4 separate regions of the Mus musculus genome follow, and all the other regions are linked to region 2. Evidence: chromatin contacts called from public HiChIP or PLAC-seq and promoter capture Hi-C data. All regions are on one chromosome and are shown on one strand. Each heading gives the region's core, a stretch centred on a gene start, on an enhancer-like site or on the middle of the called end of the contact. The rest is flanking DNA. Distances are from core to core; before and after follow the strand shown. Region 1 holds the start of Nmu (neuromedin U). Region 2 holds the start of Tmem165 (transmembrane protein 165). Region 3 has its middle 55 kb from the start of Nmu. Region 4 holds the start of Kdr (kinase insert domain protein receptor).

The links. Promoter capture Hi-C pulls out the DNA fragments that hold promoters and counts their contacts. HiChIP or PLAC-seq counts read pairs in DNA pulled down with a chosen protein or histone mark.
Region 1: a contact with region 2 is called in a promoter capture Hi-C map of stem cell-derived epiblast-like cells, with 2.2 times the contacts expected there. The contact joins the promoter of Nmu here to the promoter of Tmem165 in region 2. A contact is called at or near these places in 3 of 39 promoter capture datasets (cranial neural crest, embryonic stem cells and stem cell-derived epiblast-like cells), 1 of 484 Hi-C or Micro-C datasets (embryonic stem cells) and 1 of 9 other capture datasets (embryonic stem cells).
Region 3: a contact with region 2 is called in a CTCF HiChIP or PLAC-seq map of the NIH/3T3 cell line, with 8 read pairs. The contact joins the enhancer-like site here to the promoter of Tmem165 in region 2. A contact is called at or near these places in 8 of 39 promoter capture datasets (the 3T3-L1 cell line, 3T3-L1-derived adipocytes, embryonic stem cells and 3 more), 1 of 15 datasets of contacts at CTCF or cohesin (the NIH/3T3 cell line), 6 of 484 Hi-C or Micro-C datasets (the AML12 cell line, cortical neurons, embryonic fibroblasts and 1 more) and 4 of 115 datasets of contacts at active chromatin or transcription factors (the SCID.adh cell line, embryonic stem cells and neural tube).
Region 4: a contact with region 2 is called in an H3K4me3 HiChIP or PLAC-seq map of bone marrow-derived macrophages, with 3 times the contacts expected there. The contact joins the promoter of Kdr here to the promoter of Tmem165 in region 2. A contact is called at or near these places in 1 of 39 promoter capture datasets (hippocampal neurons), 2 of 484 Hi-C or Micro-C datasets (both in embryonic stem cells), 3 of 115 datasets of contacts at active chromatin or transcription factors (bone marrow-derived macrophages and embryonic stem cells) and 2 of 9 other capture datasets (adipose tissue and liver).

Annotation. Positions count from the first base shown.
Region 1 is chr5:76,362,247-76,366,367 of GRCm38.p6, reverse strand. It overlaps Nmu (neuromedin U), which reads left to right and starts at 2,591. Exons shown (of 10, transcript NM_019515.1): 1 at 2,591-2,813. The coding sequence starts at 2,696.
Region 2 is chr5:76,181,603-76,186,259 of GRCm38.p6, reverse strand. It overlaps Tmem165 (transmembrane protein 165), which reads right to left and starts at 2,380. Exons shown (of 6, transcript NM_011626.2): 1 at 1,908-2,380. The coding sequence starts at 2,114.
Region 3 is chr5:76,416,123-76,420,503 of GRCm38.p6, reverse strand. No RefSeq gene overlaps it. Among named protein-coding and RNA genes, the nearest start is that of Nmu, 55 kb to the right of the region's middle. Within about 2 kb of position 1,358, at least 26 of the 459 cell types and tissues checked have an H3K27ac peak or open chromatin away from gene starts, as enhancers often do. A contact at or near this core is called in the NIH/3T3 cell line and embryonic fibroblasts, where this site is marked.
Region 4 is chr5:75,975,581-75,979,725 of GRCm38.p6, reverse strand. It overlaps Kdr (kinase insert domain protein receptor), which reads left to right and starts at 1,271. Exons shown (of 30, transcript NM_010612.3): 1 at 1,271-1,624. The coding sequence starts at 1,558. It overlaps Gm32727 (a long non-coding RNA gene), which reads right to left and starts at 2,394. Exons shown (of 3, transcript XR_868500.2): 1 at 1,748-2,394.

The DNA of each region.
Region 1 (4,121 bases), core at 1,342-3,841, 180 kb before region 2:
TCATATTTAGTCCTGACTTCTTTCTTTTTTAGAAATTGAGATATAATCCTGATCTATATATATATATATGTGTGTGTGTATATATATATGTATGTAGATATATATACACATATATATATCTACATACACACACACACACATCTTCCATTTAATCATTTATTCCTGACCTTTGCTCATAGGGAAATAAAAGCCTACCTGCCCCTGTTCACCCATTTACCTTGTCTTAATATCCACATCTCAGAATGACATGACCTGAGAGTCTGTTTCCTTAAACACATCTTTAAAAATATAAACTCATATAAAGATAGTAAAGAAGCCACAAGTAGGAAGGAAACGCCTGCTGTGTTTAAACCAATAAAGTTTCCACAATGCTTAAAGTCTCCATGTAAATCAATGGAAACACAAACTACCCAAGCAAAGGGGTAGGTGAAAGAGATCAATGGATGTTCATTGAAGAAGAAACAATGATGGCCAATAGGCTTTTAAAAAGACAGCCAGTCTCACTGATAAACTAGGAACTTTAAAGTACCTCCACAGTGAAATGTCACGCCCACCCGGCTGGCAGAGATTTTTCCACGGGCTTCATTCTCTGTTGCTGGAAGTCTTAGTGTAACCGTTTGAAAGACTATTTACAATAGAGTTTAACTAGGTCATCCCCTTTGACTTAGTAACTCCGCCCCTAGGTATACACCTCAGAACACTCTCACACACGTGCAGCAGGAACACATTTGAGAGCACTCAGAGCAGCCCAGCTCAAGTCAAGCATGCATTTCCTTTGACATTCCTGGCACTGGGGGGAGGTGGGGTGTGGTGAAGACAGCACTGGGTGGTCATGGGAAACTCATACCATACTGGCTGCTGAGACCTGGGATCTCTCAGAGACCTCTGGGAGACATGAGGCACAACGTTCCTGTCTCCTGACCCCCTAACCCATCCCTAGGTCCCTTAGATACAATGTATCAATCGCATCAATCCATTTATTGCTTTGGGAGTAAATCAAAATGTAAGGAATCTTCAATAAATATGTTCTCATCCATCAAGTCCTTATGATCTTGCCTTTCTAATGGTTTCTTGTATAAAATTAACTTAAAAATAGTAATGGTATTCTTTTAATTGATCTTCAGGGTTTCATTCCTACTACTCTCTGTATTTCCAGTAGCAGCCCATTCTCCCTAGAACTGCGCAGCTCTTGGGTATGATTTGGCAGTACCTTACCTTTAGTTCCCTAAAGGTAAATGCTCCTCCTACTAAACTGTGATTCCCTCAAAGTACCTGTCTTGCTTATGTTATAGTGGGTCACACATTCATGCCAGATGCCAGGAAACCGAGGCGAGGAAGAAACCTATGTCCGTGCTCCTTCCCAGGCTAGGTTGTCTGAAGAAAGATAGCAACAGTGCACTCATATACATAAAATAAATAAATAAATCTAAAAAAGAGAAAAGAAGGAAGGAAGGAAGGAAGGAAGGAAGGAAGGAAGGAAGGAAGGAAGGAAGGAAGAAAAAGATGGAAGGAAGGGAAGAAAGAAAGAGAGAAAGGTTGCTAGGAATTGAACTCAGGACCTCAGGAAGAGCACTGACTGCTCTTAGCCGCTGAGCATCATTCCAGCCCCCTCTTTCTTTCTTTCTTTCTTTCTTTCTTTCTTTCTTTCTTTCTTTCTTTCTTTCTTAAAAAGAACTTTACACTGCAGATATGTCATGAATATTAAATGAAATTGCACGAGAAAGTCCGTGGCTACATGACCCCAAGATGCCCCGTTCAAAAACAGCAATGTGCTTCCGTCCTGCCCTTTCCTCCGAGCTCCTCGCCTTTCAAAAGGAGGTTAAACAAGATCAGATGCCCTTTTTTTCTGCAGAAGGAAATTAGAATTGTATTTCTCAGTGTCCTGTTAAGAGGTTGGTTCCTGGAGTGTGGGAATAGCGGAAGTGAGGTTCCAAAGTAAATTAGAGAGAAGAGCATCCTTCGGGCAGAATGGCCACCTGAGCCTTGGGTGCCCCACCTTCTAACCTCTGCAACTGCACCCAATCCCAAGCCCTCCCCATTCCTCAGCACCATTTTACTGCGTCTCTAGGAATGGATTCGGACTTTGCAGGCATTTGGAGGTTTAGATGGTATCATCTTCACCCACATTGTGGTGGAAGTAGCATCACTCTGATGCCCTGGGCATTGGGCGTTGTGTTTCCCAGGGAAAGAAGAGAAGTGTGCCTAGACAGCAGGGGGACAAATGGGCCGGCTGGGTATACTGTGGCATCTCAGGCGACACAAGGGAGAGTGTGGCCACCTCTTCCAACTTGACCACCCTGATCTCAGGCTCTGGGAGGCTGCTACCCCCTCCGGCTCCCACCCAAGTCCTTCCACAGGTGGGAGTGGACCGCCATGGTTTAATTCCATTCTCCAGCTCAGAGCCAACTGCGTGGTGTCCTGAGTCAGACACTCGGCCAGGGAGCGCGTGTCCTGCGGGGGCGGCAGCAGGTCCGGGTGACGCCAGGGAGCCAGGGGCGGCGAGGTCACGCGTGAAGACCACGCCAGCCCAGCCCACGTGTGCGCCAGATTTAAAAGTTGGTGGCGCGCGGAGATGGTCACTTTGGTGTCTGAGCTCAGCAAGAGGAGGCGCACAGGACACGCTGAGGGACAGCTAAAACACCCGCACAACACAGGGTACCAGGTCCCCAGTCCAGAGCCGCTTGGAGGGAAGGAGATGTCGCGAGCAGCGGGTCACCGTCCAGGGCTGTCCGCAGGACAATTGGCTGCTGCAACCGCATCTCCTCTCCTGTCACTGCTGCTGCTGCTCGCCTGCTGTGCAGACGCTTGCAAAGGTAAGATGCCGCCCTCCCCCACCCCCATCCCCCCAACCACTACCACCTCACGGGACCCCCTCAGGCTGCCACTGCACCGATTTCTCTCCTCTACCTTCCTTGCTTCTTCTCTGGGCTTCTAGAATCCACTTTCCACTGAAGCCAGGATCTGGCCCAGGACTGCAGACGTCTCCGGCTGAGGAAGGTGCAGGGCGGGCTGCAGACTCCATAACGGGAGTTTAAAAAAATTAAAAACATTTTCCCTTTCATTGCAGTTATTGGAGGGACTGATGGTTGAAACAAAGGTTCGCTGCTCCCCTTGCTGAGGCAAGATAAAGTTGTGCTGCACTGCACCTCCTGGGAGGCGGGCTGTTGAGTTACAAAGTGGAGCAGAGACCCGGGCTTACAGGTTTTCAGGATTAGAGTTCTCATCACAGAAAGTTGAAGGAAGCACTTGAGGCTAATCCGGGTTTCCAGTGATGGGCACTTAAAGCTGGCAAGGCAGGTGGGATTTGATGGCAACAGGGACCTCCCGAATGTGGCTCCCAGGAAACAAGAAAAGCAAGACCAGGGAGGGAGGTCCAGATGAGTGGCAGAGCAAATTGTATCCTTTGATTCTGTCAAGGACATTTAGTTACCAGGTAACCTGGTTGGGGGCGGGGGGGGGGGGCTGTCATTCCTGCTTTCTGAGGGTCCTTTAAATTCTAAACACTACCTTGTTACAAATGTGAATTCTCCGATTGCTGCCCAGGTCAGTAGGCTGTTCATTTTTTAGAAATGTTGAGGATTTAAAACATCACAAACCGCAGAGAACTGTGGAAGCTCATAGATGAGCCAGCCCTCAATTAGAGCTGGACAGAGACGAGTATTCTTTTCCTGGCCTGTCTTTGTTGCCTTCATTTCATCATTTTAATTTTTGTTCCTGAGACATTGAAGGAGAACAGGCTCCCTTGTCTGAAAGCCTGTTCAAAAGAGACGGTGGCAGGGACAGTATGATAGCCCATCTGATAAAGGTGCCTACTACCAAGCATGAAGACCAAAGTTTAAGGCTGGGTGTGGTGGCGCACACCTTTAATCCCAGCACGTGGAAGGCAGAGGCAGATGGATCTCTGTGAGTTCCAGGCCAGCTTGGTCTACAAAGTGAGTCCAGGACAGTCAGGGTTACACAGAGAAACCCTGTCTCAAAAGAGAGAGAGAGAGAGAGAGAGAGAGAGAGAGAGAGAGAGAGAGAGAGAGAGAGAGAGAGAGAAGAAAGAAAAAACAAAGAAAAGAAAAGAGAACTTGAGCTCAATGCCCAGGGCTCACAGTTGTCCTCTGAAATAAAGAAAA
Region 2 (4,657 bases), core at 1,131-3,630:
CAGGGTTATACAGAGAAACCTGTCTCAAAAAAAAAGAAGAAAAATTACTTAGCAAATGCCAAAACATACACGGTCTTAGGAAAGAGATAAAAAAAAAGAGTATGCTATAACAATGTTCTCAGGGCTTCAACACACTGAAGAGCAGACAGAAACCAAGTCAGAAGCAAGAGTGTAAAAATAGATAAACATAAAAACCCTCAAAAGAGGAGTGGGCTGGGCATCACGAGAAAAGGCTTACATCAATGTGTTAGCCATCAACACTAAACCCATTACAACAAATGGCTAGCAGGGGGGTGGGTTTTCAAGCAAACTCAAGGACTGCAGACAGCACCTGGCAGGGTGAGAAGCAGGGATCTGGTTTCCAGCTCTGGGTCTGCCAAGAATCAGGTTTTCCGAACCACCACTCTTCTCAGACCTGCACTGCCCCATCCACAAGCAGGAAATGTCACCTGCTCTGCCCGCTTAACAGCTCTCACTAAATCTTACCGTCACTATAACTAAATCTCCTAACAGGTGCTGACTGACCTGACCTCTTCCTGAGTACTTCCAGTAAGGAGAATTTTTCCTTAGTTCTCCTCAAGACCATTGCTACATTCGGGACAGGTGATTCTTAGAAAGTACTTGCTGTGTAAAACCAAACTCAGAATCACAGAAATTCCCATCTCCTGATACTACATAGAAAAACAAAATACTGGAAAGGCCAAAGGGTAACATGAACTGTGAAGAAAGGAAAGCGCCCAGGACTCAGGGAGTGCTCTTCTAACCAGGGCATCCTGGGAAGGGCTCCGGAAGGTTCTGCTGGCTCTTGAAGATGGGAAGGGTCCTGAACCACAGGCCCCATGCCTGGATTCTGTTCTAAGGTCTTTGCTCAGGGGAAAATGGCAGTGAGCAGAGGTCAGGTTTCAGTTCTGGAAGCCACTGGTTTAGAACACAGCGAGGCAGTGGTGGGTCCCTAAAAGACCTGGGGTTTAGCTGGAACGGCATGGTGATGGGAAAATGAATATCTATCCTGCGGTCACCCTGATCTGTACTCAAGTCAGGACAGCCATTCTCTTGGAGGGCAGATAAAGACAGAAGTAGGAAAGGGAATGCCAAAATGGACCCTACTAAGAGACTAAAAAAACTCCAGAATGTAGGAGTCAAAATTGGAAATAGAGAGTCCAACTCAGAGGAAAGTAACATAGAAAGGAGAAATTCTACGAACATAGATTAAAAGGTTAATTTCTATCTATCTGGTAATGGTTAAAGAAACTTATGAGGCTCTAGTTTACCTATAAATGGAGTTTTGGAATCCCTCACTATAGAGCGCTCTACCTTTGGGCACAAGTCTCTGCATTCAAGGGCAACTTCCTTCATGCCAAAACACGTTTTTTTGTTTTTTTTTTTTTTTTAAGGGAGGGTGGCAACGCATAATCTCTAGACACTGTATCTGGCAAGAACCACAGGGTGTGCCGAGCTGAATTCGGGTGAGCATCTCTGGTTGGGTTGCTTCAACAATGGCTGATACTTCCAACAATGTGATGCTACTTCGAGAGAGACAAGTCTCCCAGCGGCTCTGTACTAAAAACTTTCTACTTGGGATGATGATTTCCAGTCTTTTCAGTATGGCCCATGTGATCAGCAGAAGGCAGAATCCAGAGCAAGCCTGTCGGTACCAGGGATCTAGAGGACCTCTGGGGAGCCCCGGTTGGGGCCCTCACTTTCCCTTCCCCCAAGCAGCCAGGCCAGGCCAGGCCGCGCCTAAGAAAGCCGTCTTGTCACCCTCCTCCCAGCGAGCGGAGCAGGGGCCGGCTCCCCTCCCCCAGCCTCTTCGGAAAGAGGGCGGCGCCGCCAGCGCGGGAGCCTGGTACCCGACTGCGGGCTCCGCGGCCTCAGCCCGCCCCATCCCCACCAGCCCGGGCTCTCACCTCGGCCCGGGCCGGCTCGAGGCCCTGCACCGCCGCGGGCTGCGGCTGCAGCTGCTGGGCGGGCGCCGGCGGCTCCTGGTTCCGATGGCTCAGGTCTTCCTCCGGGCCGGCGCGGACCCCGGCCGGGGCCCAGAGCAACTGAAGCAGCAAGAGCACGAGCAGCCTTCGCGTCGGCGCCCGGCCGCTCCCCCGGGCCGCGGCCGCCATCCCGCCCGCCCAGCCGGCACCGCGCTGCGGCAGGAAGAAGTGCAGGCGAAGGGAAGCGTCGAGCCCGGCGTGCCGGCAGGCGCCTCCGTCAGGCCTGGCTGCCGCTCAGGGGGCAGCCCTGCAGCACGCGGGACGCGGGGACCGGACCGGGACGGACCGGCGGCGGGAGCTCCGGAGCAGCTGGGCAGCAGAAGCCACACACTCCTCCAACTGCCTCCGCGGCCCAACTCCTCCGGCCCGCCCCCTGGCCAACACGACCTCCCATTGGCCCGACGTCAGCCCGGCGTCGTGACGTTTCCGGCAGGTTGAGGTGCGGCTCGCTCACTGGTCCTATTGGACCCGGCGCGCCGGGCCAGGTAGCTGGAGCTGCTTGATGGACTCTCCCTGCGTCCTCTCGGGTCCCACCAGAGACCCCCTTATTGGCCCTGGAGAGGTCAGGCTGCCAGGCTCCTACCAGTACTTCCTCAAGAGCCTTAGGTCTTTAAGGCCTAAGCCGCCGCCACCTCCACTTCTATTAAATGTCAAGTGAGTCCCAGCCCCGCTACCTACGTGGCAGGAACTGCCACACCTTTAAGTTACGATCCACCCACCCTCACCACGTCCCTGGACCGCCTACACAGAATGTTCTTTGGGGGTCCATATGCTGGGGTTTTTTGAAGGTTCTGAAGTAAGATTCGGAAGTAAAAGATGAGAACGTCCAAGCTTGATTTTAAAACATTGTTGAATAGCCGCAGACCAAAAGTCATCACTGCCCTGGCTCAGGATGCCTTATCCTGAAATAGGATATCCTGAAAAGGTTTGGAGTTGAGTGGTTAGGGTTTCTGTGGGATGGAGGCCTTGAGTAGGCAAAAGTAGAAGACAGGAAAGAATGGTTAGTTAGGCGTTAGACTAGGGCTGGATTTTTTTTTTTTTTTCTAAAGAAAAGCTGAGATACCGTACGCGCGCGCGCACACACACACACACACACACACACACACACCACAAATTGCTAACCATGTGCCAGGCACTAATCTAAATCCTACTCCTGTTTCACAAGCCATTCTTGCAACCTCTCCTTAGCCTACTCAGCATTGCTCCTTACAGAACCCTTCAAGCTATAGCTTATTTATGCTCCCAGTATTGTGAGATAACCAAGATGCTTCCTACACATAGTTTGGGGTGCAGTTGTTGTACCTCCAAGTTCATTCCTGGAGTGTAAATGTCCTGAGCCCTCAGAATACAACATGACAGGGATCAGAAGTCTAGACTCCTTCAGCCACCTCCTTTTTCTGCAAAGATTTGCCTTGCTCAAAAGGGCCTGCAGAGGAGATAGGAGTGTCAAGTGGAGAGAATAAAAGAAGCAGCCCAGTAGATGGAGGCAGAAGAGTTAGGTGTCACGGATCCTTGAGTTCTGCTAGGGACCAGGTTTATTATTTTTTTTCCTGGCGTTCTCTAGTCTATGATCATCTCAGAGAAAGGCCTCCTGGCTAAATTCTAGTTACCCCACATAAAGCAAAGAAAAAGCAAATGGCTCAAGGGCTACAGCTGCAGGAGACTGAGATGCTGATTGCAATGTTCCAGTGGCTCTGGAGCAAGACAGGAAATCTGTTCAACAGAAGATGTTAGGCAATGGGGCTCTAAAGCTCTGTCCCCAGAAGGGAGCTGGCATGGCAGTGTTACAGGAGCAGAGTCTGAAGAGAGTGTGGTTTTCGCAGCGCCTCCATGTTGCCCACCTCCCTGGCCTCACTGGGGCTCTGCCAAGTGAACTCCAGGCATCAGATTCCAAAGTGAGTAACTCTTTGTGTTCCACACAGGGCTCCATCTCCTGAGGCTGTGCTTGGCTCCAAATCAAAGCTAGAGCTAGCTTTAACTTAGACCTCGAGGACTCGGAACCTTTATCCTTCTAGTCTTGAATAGTGACAAGCTCTCTTTGAAAAAGAAAAAAATCAAACAAAACCAAAAGGAAAAAAAATAGGTTAAATTTCTTTTTAATTGTGTGTTTTGAAGTGCCCAGGAGTGACTTTAGACCTTGTGCCTATCAGGAAAGTTCTCTGCTACTGGGCTACGGCTACAGCCCTATTGGCATCCTTTGTTGAAAAACAACAGAAGCTGTTTACATGATCCATAACTACTAAGGGTCTAGGAGACCTAGAAATTCCAATTAAGCTTTCTGGCATTGTCCTACGTAAACAAGTGTCACTGAAGTATAAGCACTAGCAATCATCTTACAGTAAGAACTACTACTGCATGGGTATTGCAGTGTGTGTGTGGTATGTGGGCTGGGGATGAAACCAAGGACTAAGTATGTGCTAAGCAGAAATTCTGTCACAGGGCCACCCCTATCAACCTTTTAAGGTGTTTTTTTTTTATACCTGTATTGTGTTTATTTCCCATTAGTGTAACAAAGACCAGAGATAACTTATAAAGGATCAGTTTGTGTTTGCTCACAGTGTTGGAAATTTCAGACCATACTCCATTGATCCTGTTGTCTGGGGACTTGTGGTGAGGCAGCACAAGATGGTGGAGCACATGGGATAAGAAAATGGCTCACAGCCAGGTGTGGT
Region 3 (4,381 bases), core at 109-2,608, 240 kb before region 2:
ACCATGATGGGTCTCTTTGCTTAAGTGAAAATTTAAAAAATGCTTTGAAAATATTGGTGCTATTGAAATGTATATATTTCATAAAATAAACTCTCAGCTATTTTATGACTATTACTTAAAAGTGTAGCTCGATCAAAGAAAAGTAGAATGGATTGCAAGGTTGTGTGTATGGGAACACAGTGAAACTCTTTTACTTTGTGACTTAGGGTTTTAATTGTTCCTTTGCATAGAGGGTTCAAGAGCACTATCAGGAAACATTCGGCTTCCTAAGTCACAGGTTTCCTGTAGAAAAAAAATACCTGTTAACCTTTATTTTTATTTTATGTGTTAGGTATGCTGGCTAGTTCTATCACAACTTGACACAAGCTATTGCCATCGGAGAAGAGGGAAACTTCAGTGGAGAAATGGCCCTTACCAGACTGACCTGTGGGCAAGCCTGTGGCATGATTTCCTAATTGGTGATTTATGTGGATGACCCAGCCCTTTGTACAGTCTGAGACCTATGACTACACTCACTACTTGGAGAAGCTGAGTCACTTCTTTCAGACTTGTTTTCCATGTAGAAATGTGGAAATTTATACAGATACTTATATTTAAATATGTACTTATAATAGTACATCCTTCATTGGAATGCTGTAGATTAAATAAAATAAGAGAAAACCTTATCATTATTCTACTTCCGGTACCTTAAAATGGTGCCCAGCAATTCATAGCTAGTAAGTATTTGCTGAATAAGTGAATGATGGAACGTATAGTACAGATAAAGAGACTAAAACTGATGTATAAAAAACATAAGTTTGCATCTATTTCTGGAACCTTCTCTTATTCTGCCATTCTCTCTGTTCTTGGAGCGCCTCCAGATCAGGCAGGCCAGTAGCATTGTGCGCATGCTCAAGCGTCAGTTCTTCAGGAAAGATTCGTTTTTAGATTGTATAACATACGATGCACGCTATAGCTAATACATCTTCTGCATCTCTGTGTATTTGTTCTACATATGGCTCATGTTCTCACCACAACTTATTTCAAGGCAGCTACCTATAGCATTATCTCTGAATGAGGACGCCATTTGACTAGACTGTGAGGCGAGACTAGACTAGAGACACTTCAAGACTATTCGCCGAGCAGCCTAAAAGTAGCTCAGTTTATTTTTATTCCACTTTTTCCCCCCTTCATTTGGATACAACAGTATTCAGAGAGCTCATTTGTGCGTATGCCTCCTTTTTACGTCATGAACTTTTTTTTTTTTTATAAAGAGAATGAAGGCTCAGAGAAAGGAAATAAGAAACACAGACTACTTTTGCCAGTAGGGAGTCTCTAATCCAAGAAGAAAGACAGACCACAAAAATGCATGACCCACTTAGTGAGTGAGTATACGCTGGATAGAGTTACCGCATCCCCACACACTGGGAGAGAGAGCAGAATATGTCTGTCTGCTGAGTCCCTAAATCAAGGTGTAGAGAGTCGAGCTGATTGGTGCCTTGAGTTGGAGCCACACCTACTAGGAAGGCCTGTTGATCTTAAGTTGCAGACTCAGGTCACAGGCTTAACAGCATCTGAGAAACAGGAATCTGCCCCTTTCAAGCACCTTTGCCAAGAATAACCATGCTATGATATAATACATCAATTCCAGGGGGGGGGGGGGAATCAGCCATTGTTGATGCGGGCAGAAGCGACTCCTGTGTGACTGGTCCAGCAGCGAGCAGTGTTGCGGAAACTCTGGCATTTCCTGTCCTTTCCATGAAGGATCAAGAAACACTTTGTGGGAATTTTTGCTATTGTGGTTTTGGAGTCTGGGTCTCATGGCCCACGTTTTTCTATGGAGAGAATGAAGCCACGGCGACAGGGCAGAAGGAGTGAGGTAGGTTAGAGGGGGACTTAGCTTCAGTGCTTAGAATCACTTCTAATTGGCTCTGTAGCTCCCGAAGCTGTATCAGAGCACGCTCGGTTCTGAGTGATGTAACCTGTTTCTAACTGCTGCAGCCTTGACACTAACATCTGACCCACATAGGTGTGCTGGGTACACCTAGTTCCAGATAACTCAACAATATGCTTAGATCACCTTGCCTCACTCAGCCTCCTGCCTCAGCCTTTCCCTTCCTTCAAGAGGACTCTGACAGCCAGGAGACCAATCAGCAGCCGGTCTGCAGATGCAGCTTTCTCTGTTACCAGATTCTCACACTCATCACCACTGTGCACCTGCCTCTGTGATCGCCGAGTCTGGTGCTGGCTGTCCAGAGACAACCCTAACAGTCTCCAGCCTGTGGGAAATAGTCAAATTAGCCAAAGCCAAAGCGACTTATCCCCTGCCCCTCCAGACCCTCCCCTGGACCTAAAGCTCTCTGGCCCTCAGCCCCCATCCGTCTACACCGTGGTGGACTCTGGTACTTTCTGGGACAGCTGTTGTCAGGAGCCATCCTTTCAGAGCAACCACCCTGTAATAGGGTCTCCTTGTTCCTCAGATTTTCTACCACTACACTGTATTTGAAAACAATTGGGAACTGGTCTCTTCTAAGCCCTCTTAGCTATGGTGGGAACTCGGAAATATGAGAATTAGGAACTATGGGAGAAAATGTCTTGGTTGCGAGGACTCTTAGCTTTGCTTTGCTGGGAAGACTTCCCCCCAACCCCCACCCCCATGTTTTTTGAAGAACAGCTTCTTGTGGGGTCAGTGTTGTCCTCAAATGATACCACGCCTGACAAGACCTTCAATTTCGGAATCCATGTCTATCTGTCATAGGTTTTCCTCTGACCTTGTTCTAGATTCCCATGAGGAGAAGAAGTCTAGACAGCTCACTACAGACTTGAATTGGCTTACTTTAGGTCTCCCTAAGCAGTTTAGGCAGACCACAGAGAAAACCTGACTTCAGAGCTCAGACAATGGGAATGGGAAGATCAGGAGAACTACCAACCCCTGTCACCTAAGGCATTTCTTGGTAATAATTCAAAAAATAAGTAAAATGTTCTTAAAGAATCGTGTAATTATTGTGAACTATTTGGCTCCCAAACAAGTTTGCTTGGTCAAGTAGCCACTTACTGGAGAGCAAAGAATAAAATGGAAATTTAGAATCGTATTACACCCAATCTCCCAGGAAGAGTTACAAATTGATGACTTCTGAAAGTGCAAAGCAAATTCAGATAAAAGCCACACCCACTGCTGGCATTAAAACTACTTTAGAGTGTGTGGAAAGCTGAGTCCTGGAAATTACTTCACAGTGAGCAATTATTTCTGAGACATTTTTGAAACTCATGGACAGCTAACAGTTCTGAAAAGAAATAGCATGTGTGTTCAGCAGTGTGGACACACATTTATCTTTCCATCCACGTTATTCTTTGTTATTTTCATCAGTTGTGAAAGCTTTCTTCGTATTAGCTTATAATACTTTGTTATCTTTATACCAAATAATTTCATTTTGAGAGGTGCTAATGTGAATGGTACTATGTTTGAAGTGACGTTTTTCACCTATTCACTCCTGGTTTCTGGCAAAGTGACTGACTTTTACACTGTTAACTTTGCATCATACCATCTTGCTATAAATGCTTATGGTTACATCATAAATGCTTATTGGTTACGTCAGGTTTTCAGTTGGTTCTTTAGATTTTTTTCTTTAGGTCAAAAATTTTATCTTTAGGTAAAAGATATCTATGGTTTGGATATTAGTTAACTGTGAGCATGTTTGAAAAGCTTGGTTCCCTGGATGGTAGTGTTGGGAAATTCTGTGGAACCTTTGAGGAGCAGAGCCCAGAGCATGTCCTTAGGTCAAGGGCAAGGGGTTATTGTCCTTAGGTCTGGGGACATTGTAGAAGACACTGTGAGGTGTCAGCCTTCCTCTCTCCCCAGTCCTGGCTCAAGATGTAACTGCTTGCCCTACCCCGTGTTCCCAACCATAGAAGCCCCACGCAAGCCTCACCAATTCTGAACCAATACAAGCGCATTGCCCTCGAACACCCAAAGTTGCAAACTAAATAAACCTTTTCTCTTAATAAAGGAAGCTGTCTCCCCATGCATCTCATTTAGTAATGCACGCTGACTCATACAAAGCTCACATTTTCCATGGACAAAGCCAGTGTTATTTCTTCCTTCACAGTAAGCATTTGCTCAGCGTTTATTTTTCTAGTCTGATTGCATTAGCTCAAACTCCCAGTACTATGTTAAGAGGGAATATCTTTATCTGATTCTTGATTTTAGAAGACCAGCTTCAAGTTTCTCATCATTAAATGTGAGTCAGCTGGGGAGCTAGAGAGGGGGCTCTGTGGTTAAGAGCACTTGAATGTTCTTCCAAGAGGTCCTGGGTTCAATTCCCAGCAACCACGTGGTGGCTCACAACCATCAATTATAGGATCTGATTCCCCCTTCTGATGTGCATGAAGAGAGAGCACTTAC
Region 4 (4,145 bases), core at 22-2,521, 210 kb after region 2:
CTGGCACCATACTTGAGGCTTAGGCACGTGATAAAGGAGCATGCCTGTTTCCCCCCTTATTTTTTTTAAAGAAAAGCACCATGTTACATCATTAATCATGCATATCAGTGTAGTTTAGATCCGATGTAGAGACAATAATCTTATCTCTTTGTCTGGCTGAAAGACTGTCCTTTAAACTATCATTCTAAATGCATTTGGTTTTTGCCAGGAGTAAAACATGTCACAAGATATTTGTTGTCATTTCCCAGGCGTGGAAGGAAAGGAATGGAAAGAAAACGAGGGGTGAAGGCTGCTGTTCCTCTCTAGTCGCTACTTGAAGTCTACATAGCTGGGGGGGGGGGGGGGACTGTTCACATGGGACCGGTTTCCTCTTTGTTCCTACACTGGCGCCTCTGGCAAGAAACTCTCCCTTCTCTTCCCCCCAAGCATATCTTGGCTGAAAGGTCAGCTCTGAAAAGGGGCCTGGCCAAAGTTACTGTAGGGGACCGTGGTCATGGAACTGGGTAGACAAAAGCACTCTAGCAGCCACTGGAGAAGGACCGGGGGCTCTTCTCTGTGCATTTGCCCTGGAGCCCTGACCACCGCCAGCTCCCTGCATCTCCTTGCTATGGGTTTTCTGGACCGAGCCAGGCAGGAGTTCACAACCGAAATGTCTTCTAGGGCTAATCAGGTAACTTCGGACGATTTAAAGTTGCCAGATGGACGAGAAAACAGTAGAGGCGTTGGCAACCTGGATAAGCGCCTATCTTCTAATTAAAACATTCAGACGGGGCGGGGGATGCGGTGGCCAAAGCACCATAAAACAAAACTTCCAAGTACTGACCAACTCACTGCAAGTTTGTGCCCCGAGTACATCTAGGTTCAGGGGTTCTTGTCTTCATGCTCCCAACTGCGGGCGGATTTTTGGTCCCTTGGGACTTTCAGTGCAGCGGCGAAGAGAGTTCTGCACTTGCAGGCTCCTAATGAGGGCGCAGTGGGCCTCGTGTTTCTGGTGATGCTTCCCAGGTTGCTGGGGGCAGCAAGTGTCTCAGAGCCCATTACTGGCTACATTTTACTTCCACCAGAAACCGAGCTGCGTCCAGATTTGCTCTCAGATGCGACTTGCCGCCCGGCACAGTTCCGGGGTAGTGGGGGAGTGGGCGTGGGAAACCGGGAAACCCAAACCTGGTATCCAGTGGGGGGCGTGGCCGGACGCAGGGAGTCCCCACCCCTCCCGGTAATGACCCCGCCCCCATTCGCTAGTGTGTAGCCGGCGCTCTCTTTCTGCCCTGAGTCCTCAGGACCCCAAGAGAGTAAGCTGTGTTTCCTTAGATCGCGCGGACCGCTACCCGGCAGGACTGAAAGCCCAGACTGTGTCCCGCAGCCGGGATAACCTGGCTGACCCGATTCCGCGGACACCGCTGCAGCCGCGGCTGGAGCCAGGGCGCCGGTGCCCCGCGCTCTCCCCGGTCTTGCGCTGCGGGGGCGCATACCGCCTCTGTGACTTCTTTGCGGGCCAGGGACGGAGAAGGAGTCTGTGCCTGAGAACTGGGCTCTGTGCCCAGCGCGAGGTGCAGGATGGAGAGCAAGGCGCTGCTAGCTGTCGCTCTGTGGTTCTGCGTGGAGACCCGAGCCGCCTCTGTGGGTAAGAAGCCCACTCTTTAGTAGTAAGGCGGAGAAGTAGGGTGCGGGCGGAGAGTGGGAATAGAAGAGGACCTAACTCGTAGAGCTCTAGAGACCCTCCTCCCTTGGGTGTTCTTTCACTTACCAATGGGGAAACTGAGGTTCAAAGACTCTTCCGAAATGACTCAGCCAGGATTCTACTCTCCCCCGGGCATCGGTTGGAGCGTGTCCTGCGGAGCCGTCACAGCCCCTGGCGCTAGGTAGGCAGGAGTGGAAAGGCGGCCTGAGCCGGGGCAGGAGATGCTCCCACTGGCAGGAACAGGCGGTCAAACGCTGGGAAGCCAGCTCAAGCCAAGCGGCCCGGCTGGCATCAATCACTCCGTGCTGTTGCCCACCGCCCTAGTGTGGGGCAGGGAATCCGCCTCTGGCTCCGCTCCCCTTTAGCTCCAGCGTGTAAGCGCACGGACTATGTGAGGTGAGGTCTCTTCATAGAGCAACACTTTCCTCCCTCAACTTTCTTTGATGCAGAATGCTATTTTTGCTGGTAGGAGGAAGACGCGGCTTTCTCTTCTGTGACAGCTTCTCCAGGTGTATTAAACTAAATAACTCTCCACTTACCGACTCCAAAGCGCTGGTCCTGGGGTAAACTCTGAAAGTCTCAGAAACTCTTGAGCTTGGCACCTAGTTATAGGTCACTTTTCTTGTTTTAAAATGCCCTCTGCTTCAAGGTTAGGCCCACACTCGCTCTTGGGCTTTTGTGCAATAATTTCCCTTCCCTTCCCTTCCCTTCCCTTCCCTTCCCTTCCCTTCCCTTCCCTTCCCTTCCCTTCCCTTTCCCTCTTCCTTTTCCTCCTCCTCTTCCTCCTCTATTTCTCTGTCATTTCCTTTTTGAAGCCACAGTTTGCAGATTTCCAATCTCCACCCATTGGAGAATGGAGAATCAGGAAAAAAGAAGTCAATTCTGCAGAAACATTCCTTGCGCCCTAAGAGAATCGCATGGCTTAAAAGCATTGGCACTGACATACGGCGCCAAGATCGCCTGTCTAGAGCTATTGAGTTTTCCTCATAATGACTTGGTTCATCAGGCTAGCTCCACCACGAGTGCCCTCTTGTTCCTGAGAAGGCCGCACTCTCCCCCTTTCTGGGAAGAGAAAGACAGCCTGGAACATGTGCTTGCCCTGGGTTCCATAGAGAAGCAAGTTGCTTTAAAGCCCAGAGAATTCCTAGTGTAGCAGCTTAACAGCGTCCCGTTCTCTGAATAAGATGGAGGTTGCCCTTTTGGAGTGTGTGACTTGCTTAATTGGATTGGGCTATAATTGGTGCCATCCAAGTCTCGAGACAGAGCCGCTGTTGTTTTTCCTTCTGGTCTTTGAGCGGGAAGGATAACAGTGCACAAATTAATTAATGTTGGTTATCGGATTTGAACATAAAAGGGCTTTTATTGTATAGTAGCATATGTACCTCTTGCAGTCAGAATGAGCTGTCTAAAGAACAGAACCCAAACTTGCCGATGAAAATGAATGAGGTTTAATAAAGGCGATGGATGAGCATTAGTCACTGATGTAAATCTCCAGTTATTGATAACCTCATTGACTGGATTTGATTGCAGACATGTATTGGTATGGGGCATCCTTTAAAGATGAGCATAGCCAACGTGCCTGCACTCTAAGAGAATCTATGGCTGTATGTTATTACAGAGACAGTTGAGAAGCTCTTAGTGGCTCTGGCGTGTAGATCAGCGGTAGAGCGCTGAGGCTCTGCGCTCGCTTCCTGGCACTGAAGAATAAAGGCCATTTACTGTGGTGGTGCAGTGGGCGCAGTTTGTGACGAGTTACTACTACATTTTCCTCACACATCTGCCTGACTAATGAGTTCATCAGATGAGCGTATCCAGTGATTGTTTGCAGGTTAATGGTTCTCAGTCATGTTTAGAATCTACTTATCAAACAAATTGTTTTCTCATTTCCTGCTTCTTCTCAAACAAAGTAAGATTCCATTATTGAAAGGCTTGTTTAAGAGCATTTTAACTGCTTGCCTATGTTAGGGACAGTGACTTATTTCATATTGACAAATATTATGCCGATTAATTGAATATGACTACCCAGTTCTATAGCTGTCTCAGGGCAGACCAAGAGCATCTGTGATCCAGTCACTTTAAATGCCATTTAAAATGCATAATTTGTTGGTCTAGGAATAAACACACTGTAAAGTTTAGAATCACGGCCCAAACACAAGTCTTTAACAATGCCAACTAGCTTCTGAGATTCATTAATGTCATTTAATTACCAATGTTTTAAAAATATGTCATTAATTACTAAATCTATAGTTGTAACAGCAACACATGTACATCTTATTAGGTTGGGTATATTCAGGGTGGCATAGCTGTAGACTATTGCACATCTGTGTAGGTGAGCCAGTGGACAGCTGCCTCTGGCTGTTCTCAGAGGGCCACAGTGTCACGGCATTGGCTATTTGCCTTGGCTCTTTGCTAATACTTTATTGACATGGCCTCATCTTCGTTCACGTTCACTTATTTGCCCAAC